Regions from separate parts of the Mus musculus genome. Here region 2 is linked to region 1. Evidence: chromatin contacts called from public targeted proximity ligation data. All regions are on one chromosome and are shown on one strand. The core of a region is the stretch at or near the end of the contact, and the rest is flanking DNA. Distances in the headings are between cores, read along the strand shown.

Region 1 (6,100 bases), core at 2,814-5,313:
TGTGTTTTTTTCCAGATGACATGACATTGGTGAGGGGGGATATGAAAGCCTCCTACTATTAGTGTGTGAGGGTCAATATGTGACTTAGCCTGTAGCAGGGTTTGTTTAACAAAACTGGGGTCTCTTTTGATTAGTTTTGGTTTAAATCTATTTTGCTAGATATTAAAATGGCTATACCAGCTTGGTACTTGGGTCCATTTGCTCGGAATACCTTTTCCCAACTTTTTACCATGAGGCAATCAATGACAATCATTGATGTTGAGATGTGGTGTGTTTCTTGGTTGCAGCAGAAGGATGGATCCTGTTTTTGGATCCATTCTCTTAGACTGTCTTTTTATTGGGGAAATTGAAACCATTGATAGATATCAATGAGCAATGATTGTTGATTCCTGTTATTTTGGAGGTGGTGGTGATGGAGGTGTGTGTGTGTGTTTCTTCTTTCAATTTTGCTAGTGTGAGATTATTTACTTCCTGTGTTTTCGTTGTTGCAGTTAATCTTCTTGGTTTGGAATTTTCTTTCTAGCACCTTCTGTAGGGCTGGATTTATAAATAGATATTTTTTATATTTGATCTTATCATGGAATTTTTTGTTTTTATATATGCTAATTGAAAGTTTTTCTAGGTATAGTAGTCTGGGCTGGCATATGTGGTCTCTTAGAGTCTGAACACCTCTACCCAGGCCCTTCTGGCTTTTAGTGTCTCCACTGAGAGAGAAGTCAGATGTAATTCTAATAGGCCTGCCTTTATATGTTACTTGTCCTTTTAATATTCTTTCTTTGTTCTGTATGTTTAGTATTTTGATTATTATGTATCAAGGAAACTTCCTTTTCTGGTCCAATGTATCTGATGTTCTGTGCGCTTCTTGTACTTTTATAGGTCTCTCCATACTGAGGTTAGGAAAATTTTGCTGAAAATATTTTCTGGGGCTTTGAGCTGAGATTCTCCTCTTTCCTCTATTCCTATTCCTCTTCAGTTTGGTCTGTTCATAGTGTCCCAAACTTTCTGTCTGTTTTGTGTCAAGATTCTTTTTTTAATTTGACAAATATATCCTCTTCTTCTATACTATCTTCAATGCCTGAGATTCTCTCTTCCACTTGTATTCTTTTGGTGAAATTTGCCTCTATACCTCCTTTTTGAATTGCTAATTTTTCTTTTCCAGAATCCCCTCTGTTTTCTTTTTCTTTTTTTTTTAAGATTTATTTATTTATTATATGTAAGTACACTGTAGCTGTCTTCAGACACCCCAGAAGAGGGCGTCAGATCTCATTAGGGGTGGTTATGTGCCACCATGTGGTTGCTGGGATTTGAACTCAGGAACTTTGGAAGAGCAGTTGGTGCTCTTAAGCACTGAACCATCTCTCCAGGTCCTCCCCTCTGTTTTCTTTATTGCTTTTATTTCCATTTTCAGGTTTTGAACAGTTTTGTTTCCATCAACTGCTTGTTTGGTTTTTCTTAGCTTTCTTTGAGGGATCTATTCATTTCCTCTAATTGTTTGCTTGTCCTTTCCTTGAGACAATCTTTTCTTTAAGATTTCATCACTTTTGCAACAAACGCATCATTAACCACTGGCCCCACCTCTTCTCTGGAAACAGCAAGGCTCCTGAGGTGCCCATGCTCAGTGGTCAGCTCTGGGTGGTACCACGAGGCTCACTTGTGCAATGATGCTGCCAACAAATGCAAATGTGTCTGTGTCTCCGAATCGTTGCACGCTGTTCTGTGTCAGGGTGGCATGGGGGTTTTGTAAAATACATTTTGTGGTCCTCACATGCACAGGAAAGCCTGCAGATAAACCGTCCCACCAGTGCAGAGTATGAATCATGGCTCCTCCTCCTGCTTTCCGGTGTCCTCTGTCTCTTACTGTATTTTCTGGTAAAAGGCCTCTTCCCTTAGAGAGTCCTTCAGGAGACGCTTCATCTTCCGTTCTCCCTGTGAGACCCCGACCTCCTGTTGTCCTCCAGAGCTGGGAGGACACAGGTCATGGGGCCCAGAGTCTGCCATCACAGGATCAGACAGTCATCTGCTCTGTCGTTTTCCTGCATCGGTGATGAGCATGACATAAGATGACAAGTATTTACATAGGCACTGGCCATGGGAGGCATCTGTCCCTGCTGTGTGTGGTGTCTATGGAGAAGTGGCACCAGGAGTCTAGCATGATGACCGCAGGGTATCGATAAGGTTAACAGTCATCAACACCAAAATAGTTTTGAATGTTTTATTGGGAAGTGCAAACCAACATCCTACTATTAAATACCAAATGGGAGGGGGATTTCATCACTTCTCATAGAGTTGGTTTTAAGATCTTATACTTGTGTTTAGCTATGGAATACGCAGGGCCTGCTCTGATAGAATAGCTGGGCTCTAGTGAAGTTGTCCTGGGTATTATTAATTTTGTTTTTATGCTGGCATCTAGGCACCTAGATTTGAGATGACTATAGGTTTAGATGCTGGTGTCTGAGTAGTAAGGAGAGGATGGTCTGTGAGAGACACAGGTGGTATGGACAGAGGGGAGGGGAGCTGGTGTTCTGTCGTAGCACTAAGAATAAACCTGATGGAGTGGGTCTGCTGGGGAGGGGGCAAATGGAGAACAAATCATAGCTTTTTAAGAACCTTGGGGTTCTTGTATGCTAAGCAGTCAGCTTATACCTCTAGCACTTTTAAATTTTATTTTGAAACAGGGTCTTACTAAATTTTTCTGTCCACAAATTTGTGATTCTCTTGTCTTCATCTTTAGTTTCTGATATATTATATATTGTGAAGAGATTAAAGTCATTAATGAGCAGCTGCACAGCTTTTCTCTGGACAATGGGAGAGGTACCTTGAGGACAATTCAAGGATTGGCTGTATCCAACCCATGGCAGCCTTCAAGCTGTTAAACTACAAACCCATTTGAAAGACTTTCCCTTTAAAAGAGGGTTTTCTCCCTCAGGCTTTCCATCCATACAAGGCTGCACAGGGAGTACTCCCCCCAGGTTTAACCACTGGCGGCTGCTGCAGATGTGATCCTGGGCTGCCTGGTTGGCACTTGAGCTGTTGGCAGGACTCATTTTTATACACACTGTGCTGCTCATAAAGGTATGCAGAATACCATTGTTATAGTGCTACAGAGGCCTTCACCTGTATTTTCAGAAAAGCCTCTGACTCCAGGTAATGTGTAGCAAGGTCAAGTTTCCTGTGAGGAGGCCCTAAAAAGGCTTTATGTAATTCTGGGAGGTATACCTAAGTTAAAAATGGAGACCTAAATTCTTGAATATGCCAGATGTGTTGTGATGTCTGCCAGGAACAGCTATAGACACTTAGTGGAGCTAGTCCCAGGAGAGAGGCAATGTAAGCTGTAAACAGTAAGGTCATGTGGATGGGAGTGCCCGAGCCTACAGGAGCCCATACCACGTCACCGATTGCCTTAGGTGCCAGACGTGATTTAATGCTTTCCCTGCTGGGTTCAGTCTTGCTTTGGGCTTACATTTTCTCTCCGTGACCCTATTTTTCAACTTCGAAATGGGGACTTTTCCCCTCAGTGCCATTGTATCATGCAAGTATGTACCTTTCTTCCTGAGTTTATTAAGGTTCACAGTTAAGAGTTCGTCTTGAAGCCGGGCAGTGGTGACGCACGCCTTTAATCCCAGCACTTGGGAGGCAGAGGCAGAGGCAGGCAGGTTTCTGAGTTTGAGGCCAGCCTGGTCTACAGAGTGAGTTCCAGGACAGCCAAAACTGCACAGAGAAACCCTATCTCAAAAAACAAAAACAACAAACAAACAAACAAACAAACAAACAAAAAAGAGTTCATCTTGGGTCTTTGAGAGACTTTGAACTTTTACTTTGGAGAATTTTGGGGAGCTGTGGGGACTGTTGATGCTGGGCTCAATGGATTTGGCACTTTGGGATGTGACTCGGGAGATGGGGGATGATGTTAATCTAAAGTACACCCGACGGGCTCATGTTAGAATGCTTATTTCCGGAATAGAATGTGGCGAGTGTTTTGGAAAGCTGCAGAGGCCTTAGGAGGTGTGGCTTAGAGAGGAAGTAGGTCATTAGAGGCAGACCTTGGGGTATTAGAGCTGCTACTGGCTCCTGCCTTTTAGTCCCTGCCCAGTTTCCTGTTCTGTGGTGATGTGAACAGCCTCCACCACACACTCCCCCTGCCATTGACGGAGCTGTTCCTTCACGCCTTCACACCATACTAGTCTGAAATGGTTTATTATTTCTGTCAGACAATATGGTCACTGTGATGTGTTAAGTACAATCTACAAGGCCAGAGAGGTCTGCACATGCTACCTGACTCTCAGTGGTCCCCAAAGTTTGTTCCACATGAATGTATTAGTCCAAGAACAAAACAACAATGAAAAGAAAAAAGATAGGAAAAACTTGCTTCCTTGAAATGAAACAAAGCTGAACAGATTTATGCTTTATAGAGTGTCTCGGGGTCTGTACCAGGGCCACGTACATTCTAAGGTCCCTGAAGTGGGGGACCCTGAATCATCTCTGCCATTTCCCACTATCATTTCACCCAGAGGTCTTTGGATTTCATCAGTAGTACTGAGTACAGATTTGAGCAACAATGGTTTAAATGTGTGCCACCGTCTCACTCTGGGTCTCATTTGCCCCAGGACACAGGAGACTTGAATCCCAGTCTCCCCTGTTCATTTGCACTATGTCTTCCAAACTGGAACTGCAGGGTGGATTCCAGAATCTACCTCTGTTTTGCAGTAAGCTGGCTGCTTCTAGGCTTCTCCCAAGAGCCCTCTGGGGGGTTAACAAGATGGTGACTGCGTGGTGCTAAACAGATAAAGGGATTTAATGCCAGAGGAAAGCAGGAAATAACTGACCCATGGGGAAGGAAGAAGACAATGGTGGGATGCTGGTCACCAAAGACACAAGTGATTTAAGGCTTTTCTGTTGCTGTACTCCTCGTACCGTACCGTCTGCCCTGCAGGAACTGATGTTATACTTGTCTAGACAGAATCTTCCCTCTTCACATATGGAACAGGCACAGAAAGCGCTCAGGGCATGGCTCAATGAGAGAACACTTGCCTTGATTTTTGCAAGACCCTGGGATCAATTCCAGGACTAGAGGGGAAAATGTAAAGATGTTTTTTGAGCCAGGGAGGTATTTAGGAGAGTCCAAGAGTTTATTTATTTTGATTCAATTTGATTTTTATGTTCCTCAGGGACAAGAGTAACATAACTAAGCAAAGACTAACAAAGAAAACACAGAGCTGAAAACAAAAGCAAGAATAGAGATAGTCATTCTAACAAAATAGACAAACAGGAATAAAAGAAACCAGTGTGTATGTGTGTGTATGTGGGGGTGGAGGGTAGACCCCTGGGGCTGAGAAACCGTTAAATGATAGTGGACAGGTGCTGAACACTGGATCCAAAATGAGATGGAACTAGGTCAATTTAAGATAGCCGACTACAAAAGATGGGTCAGCAACTGCAGAGAGAAGCAGGTAGTGCTGCCAGAGCCCAAGTTATTTTCATTTCTCCTCCGCTTCCTGAGATTAGATCATCAGAAAATGCTTGGGAAGATGAGCAAATCTGATGGATACATGGCCAGAGGGCAATAGTGGCTGTGTAGCGCTGGCTGGCTGCAGCCTGAGCTTTCCACCAGAGCAAATATTGCTACAGAAAAACCAAGGGAAATTATGACGTCCTTAGACCGCTCCTGCTTTATTTCTACTATGTATTGAATTTGTCTAAGTAATGTTTTCTAGAAACGCTTGGCTTTGTTTGTTTATATTGCTTTGTTCTTTACACTTGTTTTGGGGGTGGTCATGCACGAAGCAGTCAGAGGACGGTTGGCAGGAGGACTCTCTACTTTTGTCATGTGGGTCCTGGTGACTGAATTCATATTATCAGACTTGACCACAAGCTCTATATTGGCACAGCTCTCTTTCCTGACCCTCCACTGTTTTGCTGTGGGACAGGCTCTCATGTATCCCAGGCTGACCTTGAACTTGAAACGCAGCTAGGATCGTCTTGAACTTCTGATCCTCTTGCCTGCACTTTCCATGCACTGGAATTATAGGTATCTACCATCACGCACCATTTATGGAAATTCTTAAAGAATTTTATTATTTTCAAATTCTTTTTTATGTTCTAA
Region 2 (6,060 bases), core at 1,356-3,855, 1.5 Mb after region 1:
GTCTGCATGAGGCAGAGAATCACAGGACCTCCCCTTTTCGGTAACTCTACAGGAGCCTAGGACCTGTATACCAGCTTACTTTTCTTTTCCTTTTTTACTATTCTTCCCTCTCTGCCCCAAGCCTTTGTCTTCTCCCTCTCCCCCAACTCTCTCTGATAATTTGAATGTTTAGAAATATTTTGGAGAAGAGAGAGGGTGTAAACAAAGCAGCAAGTGACAAATTAAAACTTAGATATAGTCTCAGGAATGCCCAGCTTCTTTGGAGACCTTCATCCCCGTGACTTGCCAAGGGAAGAAAGCACAGTACACCTGCTGTACCCTAACCAGGGGTGTTCAGCATGGCTGTGCATAAAGCAGTCTGGCTGGGGGCCAGAAACCTGGTTCTTTGAGATTCCTATCCAGTTGTAAAATATTCAGGGCTCCTCACACAGGAGCAAAGCACAAATCCTGGAGTCAAACATCTGAGTTGCACTCCTCTATGACCCATACATCACCACCCCATTGCTGAGAGGAGATGAGTTAACTTGTTGTGCCTACTCCCCCTGGACACTGGGAATAAAAAAACAGTTACTGACCTGGTAGGTTACTGAGAAGTGAATGAATTCAAACACGTATGTGTGACTAGACAAGCGCCTAGCACACAGTACATGTGGGACAGTATGAAAATAAAACTTTCTGTTTTCAAGTAAGCAAGCACAAAGCTTAAGTCCTACTGACACTAATATTTCTCATTATCCATTACTAGGTAAATAAACCGACTTTCATGGCAACTCTATGTTTGGGCCTCACTTATAAATCCAAAGTGAAGTCAAAGTTCTCTCTAAATAGTAAAAATGTTTAGCCATGTGTTTTCTGGTTTGCTGGAGAGGAAAAGGCAGAGATGTAAACAACAAAACTGGTTCCCAGAGCAAACCTCGACTTAGTAACAGGCTGGGTCCTAAACCACACCCAAGGGTGCATGAACACACAAGTTCACAATCACGTACACAGGGGCAGGCTCCTGCCAACACTCACAGACTCAACACTGACTTCACTTTTACTGTGTCTGGGGGAATGAAAAACTTCACGAACCGATTCTCGGCACATTCTTCAAAATCAAGAGCTTTGTTCAGCCATCAAAGAACTCAGCTTAGTTGGACCCTCGAGGTACTTACTGACTTACAGCAGAGTTTACAAAACTGCCACCTCATACATCCGCATCTAAATTGCAAATTGCAAACTTCTCAGATTTCACGTCGAGGGCAGCCTCAACCAGCACCCGCCCAGCCTCTGCTCAGGCCAAAGCCAGTCTGAGCCACTTCCTTCATATTCCGGCCCTACAGAATTTACGTCGACAGCGAATGCCTGTTTCACAAATATGTGTGCATTATTTTCAAAGTCAGGGGCTTGATGCTGCCACAAAAGAAGGAAACTGGATAATTATTGAAGTTGAAGTGACTGTCACTTTAGTAAAACAAACAAACAAGCAAAGCAAAACCAATAAAACAACCTCAAGGGCAAAAAAAAAAAAAAAAAAAAATCACTGAAGCAGCAGCATAAGCAGCTATAAAAGTTGATGTAAATGGCTTTCAGCCTTTGTAATACCAAAGCTGCAGGAGATTAGGAAAAGGGGTCTGGGAATTCATCAAACATTCATCTCCCATTTTTTTACGATCCCTGTCAATTCCCTATCCAAATGAAAATTCCCACGAGTTTATTTAGTCTCGTTTCTCCATATCACAGAAAACACTCTAAGAACAACGTTTTTAAAAGTGAACCAGGAAGGGCGGTCAAGAAAACTGCTTTGAGGAACTTCGTACTCTCTCCAGTTTAGTTCGCGAGAGTCACCCTAAGCAAAAACACTAGGATGCATGACAGAGCGACACTGCCTAAAGCTAGGAGCCGAGAGGGTTGCAGCCCGGCTGTCCCGCTGGCAGCGCCCGAGCAGCTCTCCAAAGCTCCCGGGAGACCTCGGGTCCCTGGCCCGCTCCAGCCCGGGCGCAAACCCCACCCAGCCGCAGCGCACTTCCCGTTCGCCTGCCGGTCAAGAACTCCAACTTGACAGCGACAGGGCGAAATATGAGGAAGTGGCCGCGACCGAGGTGCTGCCACCACACCGCTAGAACGTCCTGGCGAGCCGTGTGGACAGAGTCCGAGGACGCTCCTCGGGAACTCGAGCACCGGGTCCCGCAGCCTGGAGACCCGCACGCGCAGCGCACACCACTCTTACCTGGTTTGACCGGTTTGGGAGGTGGCTTGGACATGGCGCTACACGGAGCGACCAGGCTCAGCCGCGGGAGCCCCACACGCACACGAGAACTGGGCGCCAAGCCTGCGCTGGCCGCGGCCGCTCCGGATCCGCGCGCAACCCGATGCGGGACACTCGGACCAGCGAGCTCCGCAGACAGCCCGGCCTTCCCACCAGGAAGTGGCCGCGCCTCGCCGGCTGCTGATTGGCTGCGGCGGGGAGCCCGGCCGAACCTCAGAGGTCCAGCCTGCTCCGGCACGCCGGAGCCCCGCCTTTCTCTTGGGGGAGGAGCTTTACAGTAGCCACGCCCTCAGGCCCTGCGTAGGGGAGGCTATGAAAGCGCAGTGGACTTCGCTGCCTAGGTGAGCACCGGGCAGTGGTAGGCATGAAACGCTCTTGAAGCTTGCTCTGCGACCCTGCTGGGAAGGATTCGAACCCGCTTCGGTGAGTACCCACTGCCTGCTGCGTACACACGGCGAGGCCTGGGAATCTTCAAGAGTCTCCTTCGCTGTATGTACCAGGAACCTGATCGTGTCTAGGGAAACCGCGGTGGGACTTAGATGCTCCTAAAAAGCAACTAGACACTGCTAGCTGTAGGAGACCCCACATTTGCTAGCTGGAGAATCGGGTCTTGATCCCCCACGGGACAGGACAGCTTTTTCTACAGCATCTGGTTAACAAACTCCAACCCACTTGCTGCCTGGCTTTTATAAAGACTTCTAACAGTGCTTTTGGCGTTTTTTAAATAGCTGAGACAAAAGCATAGTATTTTGTGGCACACGAAAGTTAGGGGAAACTTAGATTTCCGTGACCATAAAATTTTATTAGAACACAGCATGCTCGTTTGCTTATGCATTGGCTTTCTTATTACAATTTCAGAGTTGAATAGTTACCCGCGAAGTCAAAACTATACTACTGGCTGGTACTTTATACAAGTTGCCCAACACGAGAGTTTATGTTCACACATAAGTAAACTCACAATGTCACAGTCAATATTATATGCCTATTGTATATTAGGGGTAATAAAAATGAAAATACTGGTTATGTAAGAAACTACAGGGTCAGCACAATGGTCCAGCTGCCCCTGCTGCCAAACCTGATGAGCAGAGTTCAGCCTCTAGCACCCACACTTTGGAAAGAGAACTCCCAGGAGACCTATGACCTGAGCATGTGTTCTGTGGTGAACCATGGCATGCACCTGCCCACACACATGCACCGCAACCTAGATACAAATGTAAGAAAGCAACTTTTTAAAAAAGAACCTCCACAAAATGGACCTTCAACATGTCTATTGAAGGTTAATTTACGGGGAAAAAAGTGACTGAAACTTCAAGGGGCAAAGGTTAGCAGGAGCTTGGTCATGGCTATGCCCCCAGGCCTTGCTTACCAGGAACTCTACCTGTGGGGGATTTCTGCTTACCAAAAGGGTTCAAAGTTGAAATTAGTCCTATTCATGGGAGCGTATCCAGATAACTGTAGCCTGAACCTCACGGAAGTCCTGAAACCTGGGCCTTGAAGTCATCTGAAGAGCATGTGTGTTTGCTCTTGTGTTTCTCAGATTTGATTGATGGTGGAGTTCTTGCCGCCTGCTGACTCTTCCCATCCTCCTGGGAATCATTCTGTGCTTTAGAAGTCTCTGTTCAGAGTGGAATAGATTGAATATAAACATAAGCCAACTATGAAGAAGATTTAACATTTCACTGGGATTAAATCAAAGATAGTTTTAAACAATTCTGCGTATGAGCCAGTCTTGGCGAGGCTTGCCTATGATCCCAGTACTTTTAGGAAGGTAGCTTTGCCACAGAGGCAGCCGTGGCTGTGTGGCAAGTTCCTGACCAGCCTGGACTCTGCATAGTGAGATTCTGTCTCAACAGATAAATAATATAACAAATAAGAATGATAAGTAAGTGTGAAAAAGATAAATGGCTCATTTAAGGTTTGCTCCTCTCCCATCTTGTTCTTCTCCCTCTCTGTGGAAAGGATACTAGCGGCCAAGAAGACACTGCATAAATATCCCACAGGATTCAAGCTGACAGGATACCCTGACTTCAAGACTCTGAAAGGTCCAAAAGGTGGTCTCTCCAGAGACATTAAGATGTACAGTTTGTCTTGGCTCTGAGTTGTGTGTGCTTCACAACATCTCTGCTGCAAGCCAGGTGTACAGACACACACCTGCAATCCCACCACTCTGTGGCAGAGAGTAGAGACCAGAGGTGCAGTATATGATTGTTCTTTAAGACTTTAAGGCTAGGCTGACCCGCATGAAAGGCCTCTAAAACAATGAAACAAAAACCCTCTAGCACATATATGAAGCATGACAACTTGCTCAACATTTGGTTTTGAAACCATGTTTAAGGAGGCTCTAATATATAATAAAATAGAATGATACAGATGTTTATAGTGCCATGTCTGAACCTGGAATGAATGTCTTGTGAATCCAACACAGTTTTTGGATGGACAACTCTGGGAATTAGTAGGCCGCTCACTGCTCCACTGGGCACTCAGCCTGGCACAAGCCGTGTTTCTGCATGGCCCAGTTCTCCACCCTTCTCACATCACCTGCTGGTTCTTGGTGAGATAGGTCCAGAATTCACCCGAACAGCTTGGAAGAATTGGTTTTCTCCTTCCATGTCAGTTCTGGGGATTGAACTCAGGGCAGCAAGGAACTCTAATAGTAGTAGTAGTAGAACTCTAATAGTAGTAGTAGTAGCAAGGAACTCTAATAGTAGTAGTAGTAGAACTCTAGTAGTAGTAGTAGTAGTAGTAGTAGTAGTAGTAGTAGTAGCAGTAGCAGCAGCAGCAGCAGCAGCAGCAGCAGCAGCAGCAGCAGCAGCATCAGCATCTCGGGTCATCAGGCTGATGGGGAGAGGGGAATGCTGCTTTGATTTGAAAGAAAAAACACAGCCTTCCGCTTCCTTGTATTTGGCTATGGGAGTTTCTGCCCCTTACTTAAGGGATGTTATGATAAGGTTCTTCCATCCCATTCCTCCCCTCTGAATTGCTAGAGTTCCCACACAGAGAAACCCTTCAAGTCTAGTGTCACAACCACATTACTTCATCCTGTGTAATTGAAGCAGTATCCTGAAGTGTATGCATAGATATGTCAAGTAGGAAGGGGACCAGTATTTTCCATTAACTGTACACAGCAAATGCATGGCTCTTCAATAATGCATCAATAGGAATGACACAGATTATCCATCAGAGCCTGATAAGCTAGCATACAATTACCATCCTTTCTGTGGTCTTGATAATGAAGTGCTTCATAGCCTGTCCTTATGATAGGATGATGTTCACTTAATTGATCTAATATACCAGGGTAAGCTTTTGTGTGTGGGGGTGAGGGGGATGGAGAGAAGAAGAGAATGAGAAAGTGACTTTTGTTTGCCTCTTCCACTGGCAGCTGTACCTTCTATTACTTAGAAAGTAGGAAGGGCATATATTAGTCAGACTTCTCTAAAGGAACAGAACTTACAGGGAAAAAAATATATATGTATTTGCGTATTTGTGCATGTGTATGTGTGTAGTGTGTGAGAGAGAGAGAGAGAGAGACGGAGATGGAGAGATTTATTAGAGTGACTTCAAGAATTCAGTACTCGCTCAGCCCATGAGGTTGGATGTCTCGTCTGGTCTTCAGTGTATGCCAGAATCCCACAGTAGCAAATTCTAATGCCAGTGATGGAAAGAACTTGCTAGCAAGAGTGAGAGCAAGCAGGCAAAGACAGCAGGTGTCCTTTGTCCATGGTCATTATATAGGCTGTCAACATAAGGTGTTTCTTCCTACTTCAGGAGATCCAGATTAAAAGTGGGTCTTCTGTGATGGTTTGTATGTGCTT

The links.
Region 2: a contact with region 1 is called in a targeted proximity ligation map of embryonic stem cells, with 7 times the contacts expected there. A contact is called at or near these places in 6 of 39 promoter capture datasets (the C10 cell line, cranial neural crest, hippocampal neurons and 3 more), 8 of 130 datasets of targeted methods (acute myeloid leukemia, bone marrow-derived dendritic cells, embryonic stem cells and 3 more) and 1 of 9 other capture datasets (adipose tissue).

The regions. Positions count from the first base shown.
Region 1 is chr19:17,148,623-17,154,722 of GRCm38.p6, forward strand. All of the region lies in intron 9 of Prune2 (prune homolog 2), which reads left to right. Among named protein-coding and RNA genes, the nearest start is that of Prune2, 200 kb to the left of the region's middle.
Region 2 is chr19:18,629,411-18,635,470 of GRCm38.p6, forward strand. It overlaps Nmrk1 (nicotinamide riboside kinase 1), which reads left to right and starts at 2,606. Exons shown (of 9, transcript NM_145497.2): 1 at 2,606-2,671. Ostf1 (osteoclast stimulating factor 1) reads right to left here and starts at 2,403. Exons shown (of 10, transcript NM_017375.3): 1 at 2,210-2,403. The coding sequence starts at 2,243.